2 separate regions of the Pan troglodytes genome follow, and region 2 is linked to region 1. A link is a contact called in public HiChIP or PLAC-seq data. All regions are on one chromosome and are shown on one strand. Each heading gives the region's core, a stretch centred on a gene start, on an enhancer-like site or on the middle of the called end of the contact. The rest is flanking DNA. Distances are from core to core; before and after follow the strand shown. Region 1 holds the start of ATPAF2 (ATP synthase mitochondrial F1 complex assembly factor 2). Region 2 holds the start of RASD1 (ras related dexamethasone induced 1).

Region 1 (6,130 bases), core at 1,305-3,804:
AAAAGAAGGCAGTAGATCAAGTGCCACCATTATGTAAAGTGAGCATCCACAAATCTAAATTAACCCTTTGTGGTCGGGCATGGTGGCTCACGCCTGTAATCCCAGCATTTGGGAGGCTGAGGCGGGAAGATCACCGGAGGTCAGGAGTTCATGACCAGTGTGGCCAACATGGTGAAACCCCATCTCTACTAAAAATACAAAATTAGCCACGTGTGGTGGCGGACACCTGTAATCCCAGCTACTTGGGAGGCTGAGGCAGGAGAATTGCTTGAATCTGGGAGGTAGAGGTTGCAGTGAGTCAAGATCACACCATTGCATTCCAGCCTGGGTGACAAGTGTAAAACTCCATCTCAAAATAAATAAATAAATACGTAAATAAATAAATTAATTAACCCTTTGCTTTTTGCCAACTTGGTGAACTCCTGAATGTGTCCCCTTTGCTATGCCTCCCTGGGATGCCCTTCCTTCCTCTTCTTTACTGGCCCTTCATGGCCCATTTCCAGGCCCTTCCCCTGAGTCCTACAGGTGAAACTTCAGCTCCCTGCTGCATCCAGCCCCCTTCCCCATTTCTATAAAGTTATAGAACTTGGCTGGGCGCGGTGGCTCACGCCTGTAATCCCAGCACTTTGGGAGGCCGAGGTGGGCGGGTCACAAAGTCAGGAGTTCGAGACCAGCCTGGTCAATATAAACCCCATCTCTACTAAAAATACAAAAATTAGCAGGGCATGGTGGCAGACGCCTGTAGTCCCACCTACTTGGGAGGCTGAGACCACAAAATCGCTTGAATCTGGGAGGCGGAGGTTGCAGTGAGCCGAGATGGCGCCACTGCACTCCAGCCTCTGCGACAGAGGAGACTCCGTCTCAAAAAAACACAAAAAACAGAAGAAGAAGAAAAAAAAAGAACTTGACAGCCAGAAAGATCCTCAAAGGCAACCTAGTACTTCAACGCGTGGAGAAAAATGAGGAAGTAGTTGCATGCCCAAGATCACACAGACCTCAGAGGTTCAGCCAGCATCAGATCCTAGATTTGCACTCCTGCCACAATGCCAAACTGCCTGTGAAGTTCTGGATTTTCTAAAACAGGCAGTGTCAGGGAAAAGTCCCTCATATCTTGCTGTCACCCTGGACACGTTCTAGATACCCAACACTCTCCCACCTTTTTGCTGAACTCCTACTCATCTATCATGGCTCAGCTTAAACAAACGCCCTTTCACCCAAGACCCATTCTAAACCCTGAACATCCCCAAGATGGGAGTAAGCGATTCTCTGTGTTCTCACAGTTTCTTTGTATGTCCCTTATCAGGATATTATAAACCACAATTTAATCAGGATATTATAACCTTTTGCAATGAACAGTGAACATCATTCAGGTGGGCCTTTTTCTTCTTTAATTGAGCTTCTCTACCAATACATACAGGTGGGTCTTAAAGACAACCGTGCCTCCTGCCTCCAGCACAATAAAACTAATTGAATGGTGGGAGGGTGTTACTGCTCTTCATTCACTAAAATGAGTCATTCTCACTCTTACCCTGACACCACTCACCATCAGCAATGAAAGAGCCACTACTTCTAAGCTTCATCAGAGTTGGAGGTGGAGGTGACTCCACAGTCAGAGTTGGAGGTGGAGGTGACTCCACAGTCAGAGGTGGAGGTGTCAATTTCTATTTAGGAGAGAAGGCTGCAGATGGCAGAGGTTGTGGTAGGAGGGAAAGTCAGGAAACCTGCAGCAGAAGTGCCCGGGATGGAGGAATGAAGACCCAGGTTCTAGGTCCCTTCTGTGCAGGTCTTGTGTTGGGCAGTGGAGACACGGAAAACAGTCAGACAGACACCACAAACCTCTGAGAGAGTCTGCCTGTAACCTAGACGAAGTCCTGATTCAGAGCCCAAACTTCCCCTTTTGAAAACAAAGATGACACCTGCTTTCCTTATTAAAGGGAGGGCAGCCATAAGCTTTGAGAAAACCTGCACAGGCCAAATATCAATTACTGTATCGTGCGTGACTCGCTGTTCCCTCTCGGGTCGTCTGCCCTTGTCTGGGCTTCACTTTCTCATCTGTAAAAAGACCTGACTGGCCTGCATAAGCTCATGAGCCTGAACCCTGCCTCAGTTACTTCGCTTTGCACAGCCGAAGCCCGAAGCCCACCTTACCCCAGCTCGGCCCCTACCCAAAAGAACATGTCATGGTCTTACCTGTCGGCGGGGCGTAAGCCCGGGCTGGAGACGGGATGGTTGGCCCCGGACTCATAGAAGCGCTGGGGCCACCCGCAGGCCGATTCAGGAGACGGCGTCCCCCGTCCCGCAGCCGGAGGCAGCTCCTCCACATCGCGCCCGAGGGTCTGGGAAGATGCAAGACGCGAAACCTGGAGCAGGAAACACAGAGCGATGGGATCCCCAAAGCCGCACGGTCGGGCTGTACGGAAACCTCTCAACGCCTCCTCAGAGCCCTCAACCTCCCTTGGACGCCGCCATCTTCCGCATGACACCAACGGCGCGCCGTCGCCGCCGCGCGCCTCCTGCGCACACCCCCAGTCAATCAGCATCACAAACGCACCTCGCCCCGCCCCCTCCACGCCGCGCCTCGGCGAGGAGACTACAAGTCCCAGCGGGCCGCTCGCGCACCGCGCCACGTGTTTTCTCCTCCCGCCAATGGGCGGAAGCGCCGCGTGAGCCTGCTCCCGCCCCCCAGGCTCGCCTGAGCCAATCGGAAGGGGCGGGGTGTGTGTGTGTCTGTGTGTGTTTGTGTGTTGTGTGTCTGTGAGTGTCTGTGTGTGTGTATGTGTGCGCGAGGGCAAGTCGGGAGGGGGACCCAGCTCAGGACTGGGAGGCCCTGCTTGCAGGTCCCTGGGTCCCGGTGGCGGCCGGAGCGCTTGCTCCGCAGGCAGCGGGCGGGTGGTCGCCCCTCCCGCCCCCACCCCGCGCGTGCGCGCCCCGGCCTCTCCCTCCCCGCCACCCTCCTCGGCTCCCGCGCGGCGGCGGCGGTTCCTCTCCCACTCCCCCCAGCCCTGGCTCCGGGGGACCCCGCGATGCCGGTCCGCACCGAGTGTCCCCCGCCGGCCGGTGCCTCCGCTGCCTCCGCGGCCTCACTCATCCCGCCGCCGCCCATCAACACCCAGCAGCCCGGCGTGGCCACCAGCCTGCTCTACAGCGGCTCCAAGTTCCGCGGCCACCAGAAGAGCAAGGGGAACTCGTACGACGTAGAGGTGGTGCTGCAGGTGAGCGCCGGGCCGGGCCGGGGCCCGAGGGCCTCCTCGCGGCGCTCACGGGCCGTGCCCGCTTCGGCTCCTCGACCCCGCAGCCGCGGAACAGGCCCTCGCCGCCGGGGCCTCCTGCACCCGGCGCTTCCCACCCGGGACCTTCCCAGCCTGTGTCTCACACTCTCCGAGCCCCAGCCCTGACCTGCCCCTTCGGACCTAGAGCCCGTCGTGACCGGCTCCTGGCGGACCCCGAACACTCCCAGACTTGAAGCCCGTGACCGGCCCGTCTGGGATCCGGAAGCCCCTCATGACTCGGAGAAGGCCTGGGTCCTTCCTCCCCATGACCTGTCGTCACTAGATCAGGGACTGCCACCAGCCCTTTTCAGACCCTGAAGAACTCTCCATTGGTTTCACCAGACTTGGGACCCTCCCCATGTCTGGGCCCACGTCAGATTCTCTCAGACCTGAGACATGTCCTCCTGCCCCTTCCTCAGTTCCAGGAATCCGCAGACCTTGGGGTCTTCCTCCTCCTGAGATCTCCTTAGGAGGGCTTCATCAGACCCCCAGACGGGGGAGCACCTAACCCGCAACTGAGTGGTCAGGCCCTGGCCTCACCTCAAGACCAGGCACTCACTCCCTGAGTGCTGCTCACAGTCTGCTGGGATGTTGCCTCCTGGGTCCCCTGTTCCACTCACTGCTTCTGTCTCTTCATGGTCCAGGCACCCAGCTCCTTCCAGCTTCTCCACCCCCAGGCCTCCTGCCCCTGCTCTGGGACCATTTGCAGTCTTTTCCCAGTCTTCCTGGCCTCTATCCAGACTTCCCCACCCCATACCTTCGTCTTGCTCGATCCTGGTTCCAGGGGACCCTCTTTCCTGTTCTTAACTTTTCTCTACATAGGCACAGGGCTTCCTCTTAGTCTCTGGTACCCATGTACTGGGAAATCTAACTCACCCAATTTTAGTTCATGTCCAGTTGCCTCCCCCCATTTGACCTGGATTCCTGAATACCTGCTGCCAGTCCCTGATCAGCTTCGGAAGTACAGCTTCACTTGTCTGGGCCTTTCCCACACCTCACTCCTCTCAGGCTTGACACTTTTTGCCAGCTGAAATGGAGTGGCAGTGGTGAATACTCTTTTATCTCCCCTCCCCACGAAACTCTTCCTCCTCTATACCTACCCCTGCCTGACTAAGAACCCCTTTCCCCTTCCCTTTGCCCTTTTTTTCCTTAGTCTGACACCTCATCTGCCAAGCTGTTCCCAGAAGCCCCTCCAAACACCTGTCCCTCTGAAAGGCACTGTGTGCTGCCCCACTGCCTCCCCCCGCCCCACCCCCCTGGGGTGTGAGGGTGGAATGTACAGTATATTTATTCCTCAAGCTCTCCTTTTGGTCATTTAAAACAAATCTTAGTTTCACTTCTGAAGAGTAGGTCTCCCATCCAAAAGACAATGAGGGTGCCTTTTCTTTCTGCTAACTGCGGAGCACTCATCACTCTTTTATTCTCATACTGCTTTGTGGGAATAAATCATTTTCTCTGCTTACTTGAAACAGCATCGTCATGTTAATCATATCTTTGGGCTGTAAAGTTCTATCATGAGCCACGATATTTATTATAATGGAAATACGATTGTGGCTGAAATATTTTTGTCTTCATAACTGTGTGCCTAATGTAGTGATCCTCTTCTTAAAATGTGAGAGTCGAGTATGAAGGTACAGGGGTTTTTCGGTTTGTTTTGCACCTAGTCATAGAATTCTGGAGGTGAGATCCCTGGGTGGGTCACGTTTGGGATGATCTTGGATTTGTCCCTGTTGTTCAGTTTGATGGTTTCTGATGTAGTAGGGGACAATTGGCAGGATAGCCAGGCGTCAAAGGGGAGTCTGCTTTGGCTACTGCAGCAACTGCTGCTCCCTTCTGTCATTAGGGTATCACTTCTGAGCTCCTTTCAGAAGGAGAATCATGAACCAGGGGAAGCGGTGGTTGAGTTGGGGCAGGGCTGATAGGTCTCAGGCAGCCCAGAGCAGAAACCTGGTGGATGGCTGGGAGCCACTTGAGTAAGATGTCTGATGGTGGGGGTGGTGGTCATGCCAATGAATGCTGCCCTACATCTGGATTGGTGAGCTGCTTGGTCATCATCACGACTAGTCAGTGGCATGTGAATTGCCCCATCATCTGGTTTTTCAGCCAGGACTAGTTTGTCAGACACAGCCTTCTTAGACTTAAAATACTTCTGCCTTTTATAACTCAGCTTCTTTTTGTTTTGTTTTGTTTTCTTTCTTTCTTTTTGTATCTTTATTTAGATACAATTCACTTATTTAAGGTGTACAATTCAATAGTTTTTAGTATATTCACAGTTGTTTAACCACCACCACAACCTAATTTTAGAATATTTTCATCACCCCAAAAGGAAACCTTGTATGTAACCCTTAGCCATAACCCCCACTCCAATCCTAGGCAACTGCTTATCTATTTTTGTTGCTGTTTGTCTATTCTGGACATTTCATATAATCATATAGTATTTGTCCTTTTGAGATTGGCTTCCTTCACTTAGCATAATGTCCTCAAGGTTCATCCATATGGTAATATGTATCAGCACTTATATTCCTTTTTATTTTGCATCGTTCATTGTAACAATTGTCCATTGAATGGATATACAACATTTTGTTTATCCAGTGATCAGTTGATGGACATTTGGGTTGTTTCCACTTCTGGCTACTATGAATAATACTGCTATGAACATTTATGTACAAGTTTTTATGTGGATGTATATTTCACTTTGGTAGATAACTACCTGGGAGTGCAATTGCTGGGTCACATGGTAACTGTGTTTTAACATTTTGAGAAACTGGCCCTGCATTGTTTTACATTTCCACCAGCAGTGGGTGAGGGTTCCAGTTTCTCCACATCCCCGCCAACACTCACTGTTCATCTTTTTTGTTGTA
Region 2 (6,130 bases), core at 1,793-4,292, 540 kb before region 1:
TCCTCTCCCGGCTGGCCTCAAGGGCAGTTTGCCTGGCGGGTCATCCCTGCCCCTGCCTGTCAGGGGCCCCTGGGCTGTCCTTGGGCTGTCCTTAGTTGCCGTTTATTTTTGGAGGGGGGAGGTGGGGGGTGCCTTTTGGTGACTCGAGGAGGTTCAGTCCTGTGGGGAGCCGCCCTCACCAGAGCAGGGTTGAAATCCTTCTAGGACAATTTTGAGTGTCTCTCACAGGGCTGAGCGTCCTCTGAAAGCCACCAATTACTTGGATTACTGGGTGGCCGGCATTTATGCTAAGTACTTTTCAAACATCACACTTAATCCCCACAGCGAGCCCATGCCGAGGGTGTTCTCTCTTCCTGGGGTGAAGAATTAGAGGCTTGGCAGGTGTCACCCACCAACAGGTTTGCAGTACTAGTGGCAGAGAGATTGGTGTTCCGGGGTGCCTTAGCCATGAGACGGAGACAGCAAGGCTGAGGGGGGATGGGGCTCTACACCTGGCCAGGAGCACTTCCTGGAGCTAGAGGGGAGCAGAGGCTGAGGAGTTAGCTGTTTCCAGACAGGGTGGCACCCTGGAGTGAGCAGGTGGTGGGGGGGCGCCAGGATGGTCCTGTTTCCAGATGGGGTCTCAGGCTCTTTCCCCAGGGCCTGACTGATGCCTCCAACAGTCCGAAAGTTTGCCTGGGCCCACACTGAGTCTGGTGACAAAATGGTTAGGCACAGTTCCAGTGGTTTTTACGCTGAAGAATTCAGAACATTCTCTCAGAAAATGAGGCCTTTTGTCATCTAACCCAAAGAAAATTAAGCGGGTGGATGGCTAGAAAGAGTTCATCTCCGGGGGGGACCCTGAAATCCTTTATATTCTTCCCGGTTTTCTAGGGAACAATCCCCTGCATAGATGCCCCAGGCATCTGGGGCTTTTCTGGCAGCTGAAGCTGCCTTCAGAAGGCCAGAGTTATTTTCCAGTTCTGGGGAAGGTTAAGTTCTAGTTCCACCTAAGTCAAAGCCCAGCCCTTTCCTTCTCCCCACCCTTCCCCACTCCAGCCATCTCTAAAAGCAAAAAAAAAAAACAAACCGGTTTTCCATTTTAAATTATTTTATTGTATATTAAAAAACCAAATAAAGCAATAACTTTAAAGACCTCACACACACACAGTATAAACACCTGGGTAAGGTTTTGTTCGTGTCCATGTTGACACCGGAACTACCGTTAAAGTGCAAGTTTTGTGTTCCTTTGTGCAGTTTCACTCACATGTAAACAAGTCACTTGGCTATGATTTGACCCACGCCCCCCCGCTTAGTTTCGGGAGGGCAGAGGCTCTACCGGCTGTCACAGCAACCCGGAATCACAGACAAGATAATGCCCCGTGGGTCCTGACCCTCAAGCGGGCAGGACGGTTTCTTGAAGCCTAGCAGAGGCTGGATAACTTCACATCCCTCCCCCACCCCGCGCTCACTCTTAGGTCTTTGAGAAGATAAATCCACCCTCGGCTGGGCCCTCGCTCCCAAAGTTATGGGGGTAGCGGGCCTCAATGGGGGACCGGGGGTGTGGAATAGTCCCAGTCTTGGCCCGTTCTCTTTCCTTCCGGAGCAGATGACCGTCCCTTCTCGGTTCAGTGGCGCCTCCCCAGTGCTGGGGGCGGATCGCCGGGAGGGGAGACGCCAGTCCGCGCGCTCACGGCCCGGGGCGCACCGGGCCGTTGGATTTGACTTTTAAACAAAAAGGTCCTCCTTAGGTTGTGTCGGCAGCGCGGCGGGGCTCCTAGCTGATGACGCAGCGCTCCTTGTCCTTGGCCTGGCTGCCGGCGCTGGCCTTCTCGCGGATGTACATGAGGTCGCTGTGTACGCTGGGCCGGCGCGCGAAGGGTGCCACGATGCCAAAGGCGTCGCCCGGGTCGCCGCCGCCGCCGCCGCTGCCGGCCCGCAGCAGCTTCTTGTTCCGCAGCGCCTTCTTGTGCAGCACGTCGCAGTACTGCACCGAGACCTTGCGGTGCAGGTCTGGGCTCATCTCGCTGGGCAGCTTTGCCATGGCGAAGAGCGCGCGGAACATCTGGTCCAGGCTGCTGTTCTTCTTGGCCGAGATCTCGAAGTAGGCGCAGCGCTGGGGGTCGTCGCCCACCAGCTGCTCGATCTCGCGCTGGTCCACCTCGCGGTAGAAGTCGCGGTCACCCTTGTTGCCGCAGATGACCAGGGGCACGTCCACGTTCTCCTTGGTTTTGTTCTTGAGGCAAGACTTGGTGTCGAGGATCTGCTGCCTGAGCCGCTGCACCTCCTCGAAGGAGTCGCGGTTGTCCAGACTGAACACCAGGATGAAAACGTCTCCTAGAGGGGGCACAGAGAGCAGAAAAGGAGAAGGTGAGGGTGGCCGCCCAGGGGACAAGTCGGGCTGACTTTGAGGCCGCGCGGGGCGCGCTAGCCTCTCTAAGCGCGAAGCGCACTACTCGGCGCGCGGCAGCCGGACCGGCGCTCGCGGGGCGCCCTGGCCGAGGGTTCCCCGCCCTTCCCTCCCGCACCTGCCCGGCCCCCGGCTCACCTGTGAGGATGGAGAGGCGCCGCATGGCGGGGAACGGGTGGTTGCCGGACGTGTCGAGGATGTCGAGCTGGTAGACCTCGCCGCGGATGGAGTAGAACTTGCGGTGGAAGTCCTCGATGGTAGGCGTGTAGGCGTCCTCGAAGCGGCCGGTGAGGAAGCGCGACACGATGGCCGTCTTGCCCACCTTGGACGAGCCGAGGATGACCATGCGATAGCAGTTCTTGGCCGGGATACTCAGCTCCGAGTCGCTCGGGCACATCTTCTTGATCATCGCGGCCAGTTTCATTGGGCAGAGGGGCCGCGAGGGCGGGCGCGGGGCCGAGAGAAGGGCAGAGAGCGGCTGAGGGGCGCTGGGGTGGCACGCGGGGTGAGCGGCTGGAGGGCTCTGCTCGGGCTGGGCGCGGCTCGGGCTTGGGGCTCCGGCTCCGCTCGGGCTGGGCTCGGGCTAGGCTGGGCTCGGCTGGGGTTCTCCCAGGATCTGGGCACAGGCCGCTTGCTCTGGCTTTGGCGCCCGGCCGCCGCCCTTATATGCAGCCTGCTCGGCTGCCCCGCCCGGGCCCTCCCAGCTCGGTGCGTCACGCCCCGCGGGGCCCGCCTCCCCCGCACCGGCTCCCAGTCCCCGCGACATCGTCACCCGCTGCCGGGCTCCTGCTCTCTGGGCGCGGGGGCTGGGGGGAGCAGTCCAGGGTCGGGCTGAGGCTGGAGGCGCTCGGACTCCGCTTTTCCACTGCCGCGGGCTCGGCGGCCGCAGGGGCGTCGGGGTTCTGGTCCCGGCGGTGCCCCTGTCCCTCTGCGACTTCGGGCAAGGACCCCCATTCCTGCACCTCCCGCGCGCGTACACTTATTTTCTTTGGTTCTCAGTTTCCCCAGAGAATAGGAATCTAGTAAGTAACCTAGTAAGCGCAGCAGCGTTTGCTGGGTGCTTGCGCGGACCGTATATTGCAGTCCTCAGAGCACAGCCCCAGCCCCAGCCCCCTTCCGCTCCGGTCCCCAGCCGGGCTCTTGTTCCCGGGAGGCGACCGCCGGGCGGACGCGGGGTTTCAGGGCCTCAGGCGCGGAGCTCGGCACCGCGCGCTCGGGCCGCCAGAGGGCAGCAGAGGGCCCGGCCGGCGGCTCGGGGAGGCTGTGGCCGCCGCGGGCAGAGCTAGAACAGAGGCTAGGAGCAGGCGGGTGGGGAGCGACAGGGATGGAGCAGGGGTCTCAGGGCGCCGGGCTGGGGCCCAACAGGAGCGGTCCCCAACCCCGCGCTCTGCTGCAGGCCTCAGCCTGCTCCTTTCTCCCAGCCAGAGATGCTCTGTGGCATGGAGAGCTCTGCAGCCAGCGGCCCACCCCGTCCATCATAGCATTTTGGGCTTTTACTGTGCCGCGCGTGGGCCGACGTTCTCATTGTCTAGCTGAGAGACCTGGAGATCAAAGCCACAGCGAGCCCAGGAAGGCCCTGGGAGCACAGCACAGCCTCTTGCTTTCTCCTGGGCCTCAGTTTTCTCTTCTGGAAGATACTGATTCTGGTTCTGTGATTAAGGATGAAAATATGCAAATGCTTTAGGAGGGCGGGGCCTGGTAATAACAATAGCAACAATAACAGTAGTATTGACCCATGGGGCCTGGTGGGGGTACTCTCAAGAGCACACCAGGTCGATCAGTAACCAGGAGTGGGGTGATGTTGCTGAACATTGGCAACAGGCTATCTGGAGCCAGCTCCTCAGCCCTGAGCTCTTGAAGCAGTCACTGCTCCTCAAGGCAACCTGTGTGCTCAGTGTTTTGCTTTGGCCACGTCTGACTTACGAGAAAACTAGGGAGCCATTAGCTGGCACCACCGGCCCAGCTGTCAGGTGGTGGTGGTCTGCAGGCAGTGCTGTGAGTGCCATACCACCCACCCCATGCCTACCCACCTCCCTCCCACGCTGGCACTTGCTGTAGGGGCTGCTGCAGGACACCACTAACTTGTTTCTCAGCCCAGCTTGGCCCCCATCCTCAGAGTCCCTGCATCTCTCCCAGGCCTCACTCTTACTGTCAGATATTTCAAATGCACGCATCACACGGTGAGCATCCAAGGGCTCATCAGTGGCCCTGGCCTGGCTCTGATTCCTGGTGTCACTTATGCAGCAGTTATCCGACAGGCTAGCTGGGGCTGGAGCCCTGCCATTCTTGGTTCCTGCCCCCATCTGAGGTATGTCTGCCAGAGTCTGGGAGAAGGGGAGAAGGAACTGAGCCCCAGCCCTGGATATAGGGCTGCAGTGGTGCAGGGTGTTCGCTGCATAAAGGAGCCAGTTGAGGGTACATGGGGGGGCCCAGTTAAGGTACGGACCTGAACCACCTTCAGACTGAGCACCGCCTTCCTGTGCCTCCCACAGCGGCACTGCATGGGCAGCCGGGCTCTAACTTGGGATGACTGATGGCCAGGGCTATAGTGAAGGTGGACCCCAAACAGCCATTGCCTCCTGGGGCTCTAGTCCCAAGAGGGTCCATTTGATATGAGTGGAGGGCCCGAGGGTCAAGGATCACAGCCCAGCTCTCCCCTGGTCAGTGTCCAGGCTGGCCCCTTAAATCAGGAACATGACACTGGCAGGCACTGATCTAGCCTGTGTCCTCAGCCACAGTGATTCCTGGTACCATCTGTGCATGGCCGTCTGCCCTACGGATGCTGGGTTGTAAAGACCCAGGCCCACCTGCCATTCCCATTCTGAATGCCCCAGAGCGCCTCCTGTCAAGGAGGTGGCCCCTGGGACTTTACTCCTCAAGCAGCAAGCCAACTTCCTTGTTTCCGCCCTTGTCTTTTCTTTTAAAAGGGCATCTCTTTCCTTTTATTACAAAAGTAATAAATGCTCATGGTTTTTTAAAAATCCAAACCATTTCAGAAAGGACCAGAATGAAAGAAGCACTGGGATCAGGGCCTCTCTCGGCCACACCCAGGACAGCCTAGACACCAATTCTGTGGGGTGGCATCTCCTGATGTCCCCACATGGCCGGACTCCCAACTGCATGAAGGAAGTCTTACCCCGGTGCAGCCTCTGCCACCCAGCTCTTTGTTCATGCAGGTGCCCTTTTTCCTTCTTCTGGGGTTTGCCTGTGTGACTTTATACCAGGCCCTACCCTAGGCTGGCTAATCAGAGTGGCCGGGGAGGACTGGGGGCTGGAAGACAAACAGGAACAACTCGCAACTCACAGAACCATCCGCCCCGTGGATCCCGGAGTCCCACAGAGAGGGAGCATGTGTACTGGGCTTCCCAGCACTCCCGCCGCCTGGGCCCTGTCAGCCATCGCGGCATTTGATGTCCAGGTTGATCACAGTCCCATGCTGTATGCAATAAATAATTCTGTTTTCTGTGTGTTTGGGGCATGAGACAACAAACAGCGTATATGAGGCTATGAGCCTGTCTGTAAATAGTATTTACCTGCAGTGCAGCAATTTTCCTGCTTAGAGGGGAGGGGAACTGTTTAAAATATTTGACAATGTCGGGGGTGATCTGGGGGTGGGCAGGTGGACCCACCCACCCCCACCAGCCCCAGGCAGGAAATGCCAGCCACACAGCCTCATCTGAGGGCAAAGAGCAATTAGAAGGTTCTTGAGAGCTGGGCCAGAGGAGAATGCTGGGCACCCCA

Evidence for each region. HiChIP or PLAC-seq counts read pairs in DNA pulled down with a chosen protein or histone mark.
Region 2: an H3K4me3 HiChIP or PLAC-seq map of stem cell-derived excitatory neurons shows a contact between it and region 1, with 5 times the contacts expected there. The contact joins the promoter of RASD1 here to the promoter of ATPAF2 in region 1. A contact is called at or near these places in 1 of 7 Hi-C or Micro-C datasets (stem cell-derived neural progenitor cells) and 1 of 1 datasets of contacts at active chromatin or transcription factors (stem cell-derived excitatory neurons).

What each region holds. Positions count from the first base shown.
Region 1 is chr19:49,769,723-49,775,852 of NHGRI_mPanTro3-v2.0_pri, reverse strand. ATPAF2 (ATP synthase mitochondrial F1 complex assembly factor 2) reads right to left here and starts at 2,554. Exons shown (of 8, transcript XM_009432658.5): 1 at 2,191-2,554. The coding sequence starts at 2,323. It overlaps GID4 (GID complex subunit 4 homolog), which reads left to right and starts at 2,524. Exons shown (of 6, transcript XM_009432656.5): 1 at 2,524-3,212. The coding sequence starts at 2,775.
Region 2 is chr19:50,311,016-50,317,145 of NHGRI_mPanTro3-v2.0_pri, reverse strand. RASD1 (ras related dexamethasone induced 1) reads right to left here and starts at 3,042. Exons shown (of 2, transcript XM_003315591.7): 1 at 2,528-3,042; 2 at 1,073-2,242. The coding sequence starts at 2,813. The coding sequence ends at 2,160.